Regions from separate parts of the Camelus bactrianus genome. Here region 1 is linked to region 2. A link is a contact called in public Hi-C data. All regions are on one chromosome and are shown on one strand. The core of a region is the stretch at or near the end of the contact, and the rest is flanking DNA. Distances in the headings are between cores, read along the strand shown.

Region 1 (2,700 bases), core at 134-2,633, 260 kb before region 2:
GACTCTCCTTATTTAATGCCTCACCGCCTCAATTTCCTCATCTATGGAATGCCATAAGAAATAAGAAAAACCAAGAGACTAAAAAGAGGAGATTTTTGCCAAAATAATTAATTATTCCTTTTTGGGCATAGCCTCTTTCTTACTCCTCTGCTCTGAGAGATGTCTATTTCTTCCCAACTCCACCGGCAATGTTTATCTTGAGTGAGACAAGCTTCTCTCCCAGAAGTTCCATCCGTCTATCACCAGAGTCCCCGAGAGAGGTCCATGAGGAAACTCCCTGACATAACCCTGCCTGACCATTAAATTAGTCAAGAAGGTGTCCAAGACTCTGCCAGACTCAGCTGTGACTGAGGACCACAGTGATGTACTGGGCTGGCCTTAAGGTCTGTGCATTGTGTATTCTGAAGGTTGAGTTTCCCTTTCCAGACAATCTTCTTTTTTTTTCTCGCACAGCCAGATGGGGAATATCTCAACAGTATCCCCATTTCTAATTGCGAATGAAGGTAGTTTTCCAGGATAGCCTGTGTACTCCGGGAGCAGAGCCACGTGGGCTTTGACTATTTAAGGGAGGATACAAGAACTAGGATCTACTGAAGAATAGTGGTTGTGCCCACCAACTCTAGCACTAAGCAGCTCTAGCTTCAATGTCTAGCTGTCTGTCAATGCGTAGGAATTTCTCATCTCCAAAACTCAATTTTTCATCTCTATAATGGAGCTAAAGCTATCTAATTCCCTTAAATGTTATTAATTTTCACTGTAAATTACAATATATTGGCCAATTATTACCTTGAACACTACAGATAGCACTTAACATACTAATTCAACTTTCCCTAAATATATACTTAAAAGTTTGAATACTTATAATTTACTGAGAAAACAAAGCTTTCCCTTTTAGAGTTAAGAATCTGAAAACACCAGACCTAGAAGCAAACCAAAATCAAGTAAAGTCCTAAAATGGTACAAACCTCAAAACGGCCAAGCAGGTTTGCCAACAAAGCTCCGCCTCCGTGCAAATCCTTCCCACTTCCGGCAGCCCTGCCCATTGCCTAACACTGGAACCCCGCCCCTCCCTGAGAAGTCCCGCCCCCTGCACCTGATCCTGGTTCCTATTGGGCAAATCTGGATGCTGTGTACACATCCAACACACGCACGTTTGGACCCGGCGTCTTCGCGCGTGCGCAGCAGCGCCGTCAGGCAGCTAGGGACTGGGCACTGGGGGCTGGGGGGCGGGGGGGCGGAGGTCAGGCCGAATCTTCCTCCGTAATAAGAAGCTACGCGTCCCGCGGTCCTGGCTCCGTGGGTCCGGTCGGATCGGGCCTGGGCGCTGGAGCTGCTGTGGCTCCCGCCGCGGCGGGTGCTATGGGGGCCGTGCCGGAGCCCGGCGCTCACGCCCGGGGAAGCCGAGACAGCCGGCGGTGCTAGTAGATGAGGCGGCGGCGGCGGCGGCGGCAGCACGGGCTCTCCATGAGCAAGCGGCGGCGGCGACGGGTGCGGCGGCACCGGCGGTTTTCGGTCCCTGGGGAGGTACGAAAAGTCGGCTTCCTGGTGGACGGAGACTGGCCGGTGTGGGAACGCCTTCCGATGCCCGGCTCTCCCGCCTATTACCCGCAGTCCCAGGCGCTCTGCGGGGCCGCTGCCCGAACGCAGGCTGGGGACACCCAGCTCTCTCACCGCTTCCCGGTTCGGGGACCCGGCCGCCCTGCGGGGCCAGCGGTCAGTGCCAGGCCTTCCCGGGCGCTGTGGGCCGGGGGCGGGTTGGGCGTGGCCGGAGTGCAGGGGATGGAGGAGGGCGCCTACCGTGGGCCCCGCGGGTCCCTGCACCGAGACCCGTGCTGCTTCTAGCGGGAGCGCGGGCCCCTTTTCCGGATTATTTCGGGGCGCTGACTAGGGAGGGAACTTAGGACCCCCGAGCTCTTAGGGATTCCGGCACTTAATGCCTTCGTCAAATGGACTGGCCCTCACGACCAGCGTGGAGTACAGATTGTCACCCGTGGAAATGACCGCAGAAGGAAGGTGTCGTTTTGCCAAGAAAATAGAAGTCGGGGGAGTTTTCTGGGTTTATTGAAACTAGAGGGCTTGTTGAGGCTGGAAAATGAAGCCAGCAGGATACTTTCTCCAGGGCTTCTAAATCAGTGCGTAACTAAACTATGTTTCCGAAGGTGTGGCCAAACTTAAAGACAATTTTAAGTAAAGCTGTTTGCAGCCATTTCTCCATCTTTTTTAGTCATTTTTATTGTAATTTACTTTGGGGCAAATCACGTTACTGAAGAAGCTAGACTAGGTGTCCTGTAGTTTTTTTCAATTCTCTCTTATCCTCCCCACTTTTTTCCATAGAAAAAGGCTAAAGAAGTTAGTTTCATTTTATGTGTGTATATATTTTTAATACACGTATGTAGTTTATATATATATTTGTAGATTAATTCTCCCGAAGTGTAACTATTACTTTACAGAGCTATAGTTACTCATTTGGTCGTGTCTAAAAGATAATTTGGTTGAGAAATATTACAGAGATTTATAATTTCTTTCCAATACAATATTTAGAAATCTGAACTCAGGCTCTTAATCATACGACCTTGCTACAAAATTCTTTAAAATTCAACAAAAATCAATCAAACCATAAAGTTATTTTCAAAGTATTTAAATGCCCTATGATTTTTTAAAAATATGCTCCTAAACATGTCAGTTCCTATTAAGAAGAAA
Region 2 (2,700 bases), core at 71-2,570:
AGCATTTCCCATGCATTGTGGCTGTAACGTTTGCAGTTTGGGATGCAATAACAATACCACCATAATTTTTTTTCCTTTTCAGTTTCACAAACAGAAGATTCGTTCTTACCATAGACCTTAGCAATCTTTAGTATATGACTTTTTTTCCTTTCCTTATTAAATGGAGAGCTTTCACTTTTCACTTAAAAGAAGGGCTTCGCAGCTTCTCTTTGGCATATCCAAATTGCCAGTATCACTACTCTTGTGCTTTGGGGCAATTATTAAGTAAAATTAGAGTTACTTGAACATAAGCACTATCATACCTCAATAGGCCATCTGATAATTGAGAGGGCTGCTAAGTGACTACTGGGTGGGATATGCTGGACAAAGGGATAATTAACAACCCTAGCTGGTACGGACCAATATTTCATCATACTACTTTAAAAGGTGTGCAATTTAAAACTTACGAATTATTTATTTCTGGAATTTTCCACCTAATATACTTATACCGCAGGTGACTGTGGTAACTAAAACTGTGGGGTGGGAAAAGTGACCGGATAAGGGGCGACTACTGTAGACACAGGATTGTTTTCATTTAAAGCAGGTAATTATAGGCACAGTGAAAGGGTCCAAGAACCAACAACTCCTGTTTCATGCTGCCTAACCTCTTCCTTCTCAATTCAAGCAAGTAGTAGGATGAAGAAGTGTGTACTTAAGATTCTGAAAACCCTCAGATTCCACTCCGAAAGCCAGAAATGTACACCAGTCTGCAAGGGCCCAGAATACTTAAGTGCTGGAACTCGCAGCGCCAAAAGGGATCGGAGGCAGGAGGAGAGGGAAGAGGCGCAGGGGGGCCATACCTCGGGTAAAGGGCCTGGAGCGTGAGATCGCGGTAGTCCGGGATCCCCTTCCCGCGGAGTGGGGGCTAGGAGCCCCAGGGCTCGTGCCTCTGGCCCACGTCGGCCCCGGCCCGCAGCGGCCGAGCCGCAGGTGACGCTCCTCTCCTCCGTGAGGTTCCCTAACACCGAAACAGCTCGGGAGTTCAAATTTGAAGAGCCCGCCCTCCGGCCTGCCCAGGATTGGCGCGTTGAAGAATTGCGTCACCGTGCGTCTCACCCGGACATAAGAAAACTAAGAGTAGGCCCTGCTCCGCGTGGGCAATGTTGTTTCCACAAAAACTGGGCAACCCCAAGCTGCCACGGGTACTCGGCACGCACCTCTGGTTGTCCTCAGACTTCGTTTCGAATTCAGAGAGAGGACCCGCTTCGCCTTCCGTCGCTCCTCCCGAAATGCTCTGCGGCAGGAAGGCCTACGTCAGACGTCTCCTGGACTCACCGGCGCTCCGGCAGCTTCTTAAGTTTGTCCCTTCCCGGCTGCCTTCCTGCCCTACGGGTGTGAACGCCTACAGCTTTTGGTCATCGGTTCCTTCCACGTGGGAGCGAACAGCTTGCTGAATACGTTTGACAGAGCGTTTAGTTTTCTCAGGCCGCGAGATATTTGAGGCCAAAAAAGAGTGCTTTGTACTTGAGGAGATGACGGACTGAATGCAAAGTTATACTTGCAATGGGCTGTTTAGTTTGAGCTGTTCCCCCAGAAAGTGTGAGTTTTTTTAACCTGACGGTCTCCAATCCTAAAAGCATTAATCTCGGCTATTCTGGGTTGTGGTGCAGTTCGTGATAGTCACGTTTAGACTGAGTCTTGCCTAAGACTGCGCTCTGCTCTAACCACCACCGCGGAGTACTGTGTATCCTTCGCCTCAGCACCCCGACAAGATGTAGTCGCCAGCTGGAAGCACTGTGTAGGGTACCTTGTTTCAGTCTTGGCGGAGAAGGAGGAACCCGGGGAGTTAGTTAACTAGTGTTTTCAGCCCTAAATCCCTTCCAGCTGTAATCCTGCATTTTCTCTTCATGAACTCCGTCCCTCTCCCCACCAAGCCAGCATTTAGGACTGGAGAGTATATTTTTGCCTCCCTTCCTCCCCCCAATTCTCAGCATCCTAGAATCATGTATCGCATTTGTCCAGTAAGACTGAACTGAAATGGTTGTAATGGATTTTTTTAAAGTGACTTTTGCAATCCACTTTTCTAAATCCTGTATCCACTAAATTTTGTGCTCACGAAATAACGCAGAATCTAAAATATACATTTAAAACATGAAATGAATTCAAGTAAGGAAAAGAAACCAGTTGGGGGTGGTAGGAGGGAAACAAATCTGCATAGATAAAGTGAAGTTTCTGTCTAGCAGCATAATGAGAAAATGGCTGGTCATGGATTTGCACCAAATCTGTGGGAAAAGCCAGACTTATATGTTTAGTGACATCTATGAAATATACTTTGTGGAACAGAGGGACTTTGAAGAGACAGTCATACTCCAAAGCATCTGATATAGAAGTTATGGAAAGTTTCTGTTCCTGATGATGAGGTATCCATAGCTCACACATTCAGCCAAAATAGGAACCTTGAAATATTAAGGGCAGACACTCAGAAATACAGACTTTAATTTTTTTTTTTTTTTAGTTAGCTACTTCTCCTGTGGGAAGTAACTAGGATCTAGCATGCTCCAGGTTAAAGAGCAACAGGATTTTTACATAAGGATGACTAATAATTTTCCAAGGAAAGATGGATAAAAGTGTGTATTAAAAGTGTGATGAGAAGGCATACAGGCCAAAGGACAATGTTCATCTGTCCCTTGAGACATCAACATGCTGCCCTGGATGGACCCT

Evidence for each region. A called contact is a pair of places that touch in the nucleus more often than the background predicts.
Region 1: a Hi-C map of liver shows a contact between it and region 2, with 8 times the contacts expected there. The contact joins the promoter of DORIP1 here to the promoter of MIS18BP1 in region 2. A contact is called at or near these places in 2 of 2 Hi-C or Micro-C datasets (blood and liver).

The regions. Positions count from the first base shown.
Region 1 is chr6:47,125,741-47,128,440 of ASM4877302v1, reverse strand. DORIP1 (dopamine receptor interacting protein 1) reads left to right here and starts at 1,383. Exons shown (of 5, transcript XM_074365585.1): 1 at 1,383-1,524. LOC123611833 reads right to left here and starts at 2,466. Exons shown (of 16, transcript XM_074366584.1): 1 at 2,449-2,466; 2 at 966-1,884. The coding sequence starts at 2,466. The coding sequence ends at 967.
Region 2 is chr6:46,868,136-46,870,835 of ASM4877302v1, reverse strand. It overlaps MIS18BP1 (MIS18 binding protein 1), which reads right to left and starts at 1,320. Exons shown (of 15, transcript XM_074365580.1): 1 at 1,197-1,320.